2 separate regions of the Ovis aries genome follow, and region 1 is linked to region 2. Evidence: chromatin contacts called from public Hi-C data. All regions are on one chromosome and are shown on one strand. Each heading gives the region's core, a stretch centred on a gene start, on an enhancer-like site or on the middle of the called end of the contact. The rest is flanking DNA. Distances are from core to core; before and after follow the strand shown. Region 1 has its middle 44 kb from the start of RAB33B. Region 2 has its middle 15 kb from the start of MGST2.

Evidence for each region. A called contact is a pair of places that touch in the nucleus more often than the background predicts.
Region 1: a contact with region 2 is called in a Hi-C map of hypothalamus, with 6 times the contacts expected there. The contact joins two enhancer-like sites. A contact is called at or near these places in 11 of 16 Hi-C or Micro-C datasets (blood, hypothalamus, liver and 5 more).

Annotation. Positions count from the first base shown.
Region 1 is chr17:18,281,499-18,286,151 of ARS-UI_Ramb_v3.0, forward strand. No RefSeq gene overlaps it. Among named protein-coding and RNA genes, the nearest start is that of RAB33B, 44 kb to the right of the region's middle. Within about 2 kb of position 2,698, at least 6 of the 54 cell types and tissues checked have an H3K27ac peak or open chromatin away from gene starts, as enhancers often do. A contact at or near this core is called in hypothalamus, where this site is marked.
Region 2 is chr17:18,139,544-18,143,988 of ARS-UI_Ramb_v3.0, forward strand. No RefSeq gene overlaps it. Among named protein-coding and RNA genes, the nearest start is that of MGST2, 15 kb to the left of the region's middle. Within about 2 kb of position 2,013, at least 11 of the 54 cell types and tissues checked have an H3K27ac peak or open chromatin away from gene starts, as enhancers often do. A contact at or near this core is called in hypothalamus, where this site is marked.

The sequences.
Region 1 (4,653 bases), core at 1,448-3,947, 140 kb after region 2:
TGGACTTTAGACTGCTGTCTAGCAAAAGTGGATAACACCTGTGGCACAGAGTTGCTCGGAGGTGGTGAAGATTGAACCTTTGCAAGCCCTGTTCTTCCCCTGACCCTCTTACTTCCTCTGCAGCCACTCTCACTGTCTTCCAGTTCAATAGGGGCCCCCAAAGCCATTTTAAGGACTTGGTTTTTAACTCAGAATGGATGAAAAGTCAACCAATGACATAAACTACTTCTGTGTTTTTTTTAAAAAAAAAAAAACAGCTTTATCCAATCTTAGTTTTCTGACGGTTCTATCAATTAAAAGATTCACAACTTGAGAGTTGCGAGTTAAGTTTTCCTCCGGGCAAGATGAGGACTGCAGCCTGGGAGATGGCACCTCAGAGAGATTGCTCCTTAGTGGGGGAAGGTCAATATATAAGGTTTTTGAGAAAGGGGAGTTCAAAGCAATCAAGTGCTTACTTTACAAAAGGTTTCCTGCTAGTCACAAGGAGCTGATGTCAAGAAGGGATTTAGTGATTTTCTAGATATGAGGAGATGCAAGGATTGAGGTCATGAAATCAGTTCCCGAAAATATCTAATTATCTAAAGACCTGTTCCATCAATTTCCCCAGAGCACAGAGTGCCTCGCTCTCTGCCCTGAATCCCCCTGAGGGGGGTCAAAGGTCAGCAGGCGCAGCAGCACAGGGTTCAGTCTCCGTAGAGGCAGATGGAAGTGCCCTTGTTGTTCAGCCTCTGGCGACGAGCTTGGCAAGCGCCCATCTGTAGCTGACAGTTCCAAAAATGCTGTTGAAACTGTAATTGCGGTTAGCCCTTCAATTGGAGGGCTCCAAAGAGAAGAGTGATAAGACTGGCCTTACCTGTGTAACAGGTTCAGCTTAACTGCACACAGGGTGGGGAACAGACTAAATGGGGGGCGGGGGACCCAGGTGGGAGCTGGAAGAACAAGACACAGAAGGGGCGCTGACGATGAGGAGGGCTTGACTTGAGGGTATGCCATACAGACAGTGGCAATAGGATTTGCTGAGATGCGAGGTTAGAGATTTTAAGGTGTTGGTTCTATTATCTCTCAGGTGATGAGGCCAACTGATCAGTGCTGTCAACTCACAGTTCCCAAGGGGAGGGGGTACCAAGCCATGGTGTGTGTGTGGCGGCGGGGGTTGGAGGAGGGGGGACCCAGGGTGGATCAGGAGGCAGAGAGGACCAGGGAAAATGGGGACTAGAGGCTGGACCGTGGTTTCTGGGGGAAGGAACAGGCACGGAAGGTTTAGAATTAACTATTTTGAATAATTTCAGTGGGCTCTGGGGTGTGGCTTAGCGGTGAAGAATCTGCCTGCCAATGCGAAACACACATGGGGTGGGATAAGTAACCCAGATTTAGGAAGATCAAGGACTGCTTCATGGAGAAAGTGCTGAATAAGCGGAGACCTTACATGTAAGTGTGAATTATGAGGAGAAGGGACAAAAAGCAAGGGAAGAGAGAGTATTTTAGGCAGGGAACGGCATATTCAAAGTCTGAGAGGCAGAGTAAGAAAGGGAGAGACATGGAAAAAAGGCTGCTTCCTGTCTTATACGGTGGTTGTGAGATTTAGCTCTTAGAACAGTGTCTGTCACAGAGTATTCCACAAATGGGGCTTCCCAGGTGGCTCAGAGGATAAAGCGTCTGTCTGCAATGCAGAACACCCGGAAGATCCCCTGGAGAAGGAAATGGCAACCCACTCCAGTATTCTTGCCTGAAGAATCCCACGGACAGAGGAGCCTGGCGGGCCACAGTCCATGGGGTCACAGAGTCAGACACACCTTAGCAACTAAACCAGTTTGAATAATTTCAGCAGGCTCTGGAGTGTTGGGGGTGCTTTCAGTTGCTCAGTACCTGGCCCTGGGGTGATGGAGGTCTGGAGTGTAAGAGCCAACAAGAAAGCTGGTTTGTAAAGCAACTATGCTCCAATAAAAAGTAATTTAAATAAATTTTAAAAATAACATATATCATAAATATATTTCCATTGAAAAATTTGGGTTCTAGGCTTCCCAGATGGCGCTAGTGGTAAAGAACACACCTCCCAGTGCAGGAAACTTAAAGAGACCCAGGTTTGATCCCTGGGTGGGGAAGAACCCCTGGAGGAGGGCGTGGCTATCCACTCCAGTATTCTTGCCTGGAGAATCCCATGGATAGAGGAGCCTGGTGGGCTACAGTCCATGGGTTCACAAAGAGTCAGGTACGACTGAAGTGGCTTAGCACGCAGGCATAATTTTTAAAAGCTACACTGTACTATATTATATGACAGTAGCATGATTTCTTTAACCTATCTCCTATTGAATATTCAAGTTGCTTAGCACTATGGAATTATAAATAACACTGCAATGAGCATCTTTATGGATTAAAAAATAAGACGAAGAAGCGGGTTGCAGGATGGGCTCTGGATGGGTTGGTTTGCATATGAAAGGACAAATTGTTTGCTAAAGGAATCGGTGGCCCAGCTCAGCAAGGCCTCAGATGTCAACAGCATCAGAAGAGAAAGACACTCTTAACTCATTGGGAAGTAAGGAATCAAGGACGACTCTGCTCTCAGTCTGAACAACTACAAGAATGAAATAATCGCTTGTGAAAATCGCTTCTGTCACCACTGCTGATGCTGACGGTCTTGCCATGAAACACCAGCACTCTCCCAGTTTTTATTTCTATTTCCAAAACAACCCGTTAGTTTCTTCGTGATCCAGCTCCCTCTTGTGGTAAGGATTTATTCTCATACTGTTTCTGACCTGAGGCTGTAGAACAGAAAGAACTTCAGCAAGAAGATGATTTAATACATTTTGAAAACAGACATGAAAACTGAGCTGATATTTATTCCCATCATCAGGTTGAACACTGAACAGACAAATGAAGACACAATTTCCAGGGCTTTTTTTTATTTTTTAAATACACCCAAATTACGCAAGGGCTTCCCTGGTAGCTCAGATGGTAAAGAATCTGCCTGCAATGCTGGAGTCTTGGGTTTGACCATGGCAACCCACTCCAGTAATCTTTCCTGGAAAATCCGCACGAATTTCCAGGAGCCTGGCGGGCTACAGTCTTTGGGGTCACAGAGTCGGACATGACTGAGTGACTAAGCACAGAATAGCACTTTTGGAACTCGCAATAAGCTATGTTGAACAAAGCTTGTTTTCCTTTCAAACTAAAACAAAATCTAAAAAGCATTTTAAGGTCATATAGCTCTTTAAAAGCACTGTTTTCTGCAAAATATGGGTTGTGAGTTCATTCGTCCTAAATCAATCTTATCTTGTATTTCCCTGACATATCTTTTTATTTTTTTTTTTAATGAGTCACCCCATAGTGTCACGAGAGGGTCATGGATCAGCCGGGGAAGTTATCTCCCAGCCATCCACTTGCACAAACTACACTCTTTCTGAGACCCCGTGGACTGTAGCCCACCAGCCTCCTCTGTCCATGTGATTTCCCAGGTAAGATTACTGAAGTGAGTTGCCATTTCCTCCTCAAGGGGATCTTTCCAACCCAGGGATCAAATCCGAGTCTCCTGCATTGCAGGCGGATTCTTTACCGCTGAGCCACCGGGGAGTCTACAGAGGAATATAGTTTCTCCAAAACAAGGAAATCTTAAGAAGCTTGAAATAAAAAACAGAGTCAGGACTGGGATGAATACTTTGGGGAGTATGAGTGTTCATCCCATGCTACTGAATCTGGTCACTCAAAGGAAAATTTATCCCAGGAGAACCGAGATATTAGAGAAATTTCTCAAAATGGTGCTATATAGGAGAACCATTCAAAATATAACACTCTAGTAGCATGTGATCCAGAAATCCCAGTCCTGGGCACATTCCAGGGAAGACTCTAATTTGAAAAGATACATGCACCCCAATGTTCATAGCAACACTATTTACAATAGCCAAGATGTCCATCGACAGAGGAATGGATAAGAAGATATGGTACATGTATGTAATAGAATGTTACTTAGCCATAAAAAAGAATAAGATGATGCCATTTGCAGCAACATGGATAGACCTAGAGATTCTCAGACTCAGTGAAGTACATCAGACAGAGACAGGCAAATATCATATGATATCACTTATGGGTAGGATCTTAAAAAATGATACAAGTGAACTTATTTACAAAATGCAAACAGCCTCACAGACAGAGACAACAAACCTATGGTTATCAAAGGGGAAGGGGAAGGGGCTGAAGGGAGAGATAAATTAGGAGTGTGGGATTAGCTGATACATGCTACTGAATATAGAATACATAAACAACAAGGACCTATAGAACAAGGAGATATATTCAATGTCTTATAGTAAACTATAATGGAAAATAAAGGGAAAAGAATATAGCTGAATCACTTTGCTGTACACTTGAAACTACCACAACATTAATAATCAACAATACTTCAGTTTTTTTAAAAAGCAAATCTAGTACTCAGCCTGTGTGTGTTTGTGTGTGTATTCAGTTGCTCAGTCATGTCCAACTCTTTGGGACCCCATGGACTGTAAAGTGCCAGGCTCCTCTGTCCACGGGCTTCCCCTCCAGGAGATCTGCCCAACCCAGGGATCGAACCCGGGTCTCTTGCATTGGCAGGCTGATACTTTACCACCAAGGAACACCACTTACCTAGGGAAGACCTACAGCACCCACAGCTACGTAGGACACAGC
Region 2 (4,445 bases), core at 763-3,262:
TCAGAAGGAAGAGCAGAGAGAAGCCAGTCCTTCTGCGCCCTACTGACCCACATAATCCACCAGCCTAAGTAAACGATTGTTTTAAGCTCCCAAACTTCAGGGTAATTTGTCATACCCAAAACCACTGGACACACTTGTTACAAGTTCATGACTCAGCCTTCCAGGCTGCATCATTTGGCATTCTGATAGCACCCCATACCCTGCAATTTGGTACTTCAGACAGGAGCCAGGGACACCAGGAGTGTGACTGAGGGGCCCCAGATGGCAGATTACAGGTACCCTACAGTCAGCCACAGCAGCATCTAGTAGATCACAGGTCTGAGAATTCAGGAGAGACACGAGGTCAAAGGGCTTTGGGCGTGGTGCACTAATATGTCTGATACAGAGGGGAGGTGGGGACAGGCAGGAGGTAAAGATTCTCACATTTCTGTTTAGACCTAAGTAACCAGGTAAACTAGTGCTTTTAATTTAAATCATTAGTGCAATTTACTGAGAGAGGAGCTGGATAAAAGGAGAGGGCTCAGTTCGAAGGGCCTGTGTGTTCGTCAGATATGGCAAGAAGTAGGAGCCCAAAACAGTCTTCCCTGGTGGCTCAGACGGTAAAGAATCTGCTTGCAATGCAGGAAACCCGGATTCGATCCCTGGATCAGGAAGATCCCCTGGAGAAGGGAATACTCCTGTATTCTTGCCTGGAGAATCCAATGGACAGAGGAGCTTGGCAGGCTACTGTCCGTGGGGTCTCAAAGAATGGGATATGACTGAGTGATTCACACACACACACACACACACACACACACACACACACACACACGAGCCCTGGACACAAAAGACAGTCAAGGTCATTGATCCAGGGCCCCCAGAGGGCTTGCAAGCCTGTTCCTGAATCTTCTTTCCTGTGCAATGAATATTTTCCAAGTCTTTGCTTGGGACCTTTGTCCGAGGGTCCCAAGGCTAATGTATTAGAGAAAGCAGAAGGAGCCCCCGGGAGAGAACACGGCATCTGCAGGAGCCCCCATATGTAAACACATGCCTGCTAGCCCAGTGCCAGCAGCAGAGATACCATCAGATTTACTTACTTTTTTAAATGTGTGGGGGAAACATTTTAGTTGCCTTCAGATATGCTGGGATCCTCTTTCAGCATGCGACGCTCCTCTTTCTCCTCCCTATCACTCTCAAGCTAAATGGCGAATGCTCCATATATGCACAATGCTGGTCTCCCTTGCATCACGTGTTTAGATCGTGGGTGCGTTTGACTGATTTCTTGTCAATGGTGCTCTCGTTCATGGACTTATAATATTTTTAGGCCTGAGGTGGTGGGAGCCTGCCACCTCCTGTCCCTGATCATTAGGAGGCAGGGTCCTCTTCTGAAATGAAAAGTCAAAATTAGGTCTAAGGACACCAGGTCTGATTCCTGCAAAGGCAGAACCTGAGGGTCTCCCAGTCGCACCTGGGACTCCCTGGACCCACTCCCTCCTGCTCGCCCAACTCATAGTTTCAGGTCCTTCCGACCCCCCGTCCCCCACCTCCACCGTTAAAATTTAAAAGGCAGTGCCTACAGCAGCAAAAACATTTGATTATTCACAAAATCATGTAGAGAAGGGAAAATACAAGGAGGACTGAAGAAAAGAAGGGATGAAGCATTTGCTGAGGCTTTCCTGTTCTGGGGGTCTTTATTGCAATGAATCCTTTACAAGATCTTGTCAGTATCAGTCATTCGTATTTGTTACATGAAGAAACTGAGGCACAAAGAGGTTCATTAATTTGCCCAAGATGATGCAGCGAATAAGATGTAAAGCTAGAGTCCACTTTTAACTCAAGTCCAGTGCTCTTTGCACTATTGCTTTCTTCCCCAGAGTGTCTGTATCCACCCGTCTATTTATTCCTCTTGAACAACAGAAGGCGTTTCTCCAAGTTTTGGGGAGAAGTCTTTGTGCGCAAGAACCACTGTACCGCTCCCTGAGCGCCAGCAGGTGGCGCCGTGAGAGGCTCAAGTGCTGCTGCTTCTATCGGTTCACTTGGCGAGACAGACAAGCGTGGGGGAGAGCAGCTGCTGGGAGAGTGTCAAAACAGAGCTCTATTTAGGAACGCGGAGCCTTCTGCCTGGCCCCGTTTCCCACTGGGATCCTTGCTTGGCTCTTTACAGACTATAAATGAATTCGCTTTTTTTCTTCCTTCCCCATCCTACTGCTAACCCACATCTCTGATTCTATTTTCTCTCCACCTCTGACACCAGGGCAGGAGTCCCACCCACATCAGGGAATAGTGTGTCCTGAAGAGTGAGGGCAGCAGGCAGGCGGGGTGGTGCGCAGAGTCCAGTCTGCAGTCGGTCCCCATAGCGACCGGCGGGTCGTTTCCCACAGACCCTTCCCACCCACTGGCCCAACACCTGGCACATCACAGCATTGCCGGGACCCACACGTGCCCCCGATCTAAGGGACCTGTCTTAGTCTGCTGGCGGCCCTAACAAAGGATCAGAGTTCTGAGGGCTGGCGGTCCAAGATCAAGGTGAAGACCATTTGTTTACTTCTGAGGCTTCTCTCCAGGCTCACTGTGACCATTTCCCTGTGTGCACATCCCTGGTCTCTCTGCGTGTCCTACCGGCTCTTCTTATAAGGACACCAGTCAGACTGGATTAGGGCCACACAAACAGCCTCCTTTTATTTTTATTTGTGGGTGTGTTACTATTCTTTTTTTAATTGAAGTATAGTTGACTACAATATTGTATTAGTTGCGAGTGTTTCAGCAAAGTGATTGGGTTACATATTTTTTTCCAATTCCTTTCCATTACGGATTATTACAAGATACTGACTATAATTCCCTGTGCTATACAGTAAATCCTGTTATTTATCTATTTGATGTATAATAGTTTGTATCAGTCAACCTCATACTCCTGATTCATGCCCCCGCTTCTCCTTTTGTAACCACAAGTTTGTTTTCTGTCTGTGAGTCTATATCTGTTTTGTATATTGATTCATTTATATTATTTTTGGGGTTTTTCATGTGAGCGATGTCATGTAATATTTGTCTTTTTCTGTTTGATTTGCGTCACTTAGTATGATAATCTCCAGGTCCTTCCATGTTGTTGCAAATGATATTACTTCATTCTTTTTTATGGCTGAATAGTATTCTATTGGGGAGTGTGTGTGGCAGGGGCAGGGAAGGGCTGCCTCCACATCTTGGCTATTGTAAATAGTGCTGCTCTGAACACTGAGGTGCATGCATCTTTTCAAATTAGAGTTTTCAACCCCATCTAGAGTGGGGTTGCTGGATCGTATGGATATTTTTTTGGTTTGTTTCCTGAGGCACTTCCATACTGTTTTCCACAGTCAACCTCATTTTAATTGCCTCTTTAAAGGTCCTCTCTCCAGATACAGTCACCTTCTGAGGTTCTGGGGATTAAAGCTTCAGTATATGAATTCGGGCTGTGGGGACACAAGTCAGTCCATAACAGGATCCAATCACTAATGGATAGGGGTAGAGGGCAGCATTTTGTGCCTAATTTTAGCCCCAAGAGGTCACAGGAAAAGTCGTGGTCACAATGTGCTCATGAAGTTCAATTGTGTGATGTTAAGGATAAACATAGCTGAAAGAATCCAAGTAATTGTGAAAAAAAAACAAAACAGTCCATTCTGGGGGTCATGTGGTAGCCCTGATGGATCTGGTTTGGGATCTCTAACTGATGAACTGATTAAAGCATCAGTGACCGTTTATTCCCTGTGAAAATCAGCTTCCCTTCGTCTCTCTCCTTCGCAGGCCCCGACTGCAGCACGCTCCTGGAGGTCACAGAGCTCCCTCATTCTCTGGGGCCTGTCTCCCTGGGAGCCAGCTCTTGGGTGGCAGCCTGGATGTGCCTGACTCACCCTGAGTGGCTGGAGGGTTGGCAGGGCTGTCCCAGGTTGCAAGATTAGGCCAGAGGGTCTGTTCAATCTGGGAATGCACCCAGGCCAGGCTCCATGGAGACCCATTCAGAAGAAATTCATAGAGAAGTAAGAAATCCCAAAGAAGTCGTCCCTTTCTGGAGGGAAAATTGTAGAGGAGAGACAAGAGAAATGCCTAGCTGGAGAGTAGAGAAGGCAGTTCCTGTTGGACAATGTAGCTGGCGGCTGGGTACTGGGCTGCCCTCTGCTGGGGAAATGATTGAGTGGTCATTTGATGCCTATGGATCTCCAGCGCCTGCTTTTTTTTCTGGCTGCTCCGTTGTTCCCTTAGGGAGAAAACTAGCACTGGTTTGATAACCTAAGTCCTTCTCAACCCAGCCGTGATGCAGTCTTCTCAAGGGCACCTTGTCTTCTTCAAGATATCAGATTTCTGTACTGGCGTGTTGCCTCATGGTCCGGCGGGAGTCGTAGGATGCTGGAGCCGTAAGTGAGTGTATGTGGCAGTTGTGAGCCCAGCCTTGTAGTCCAGGCTGTGGTTTGTGCAGATGCATCTCGGGCAGAGAAGGC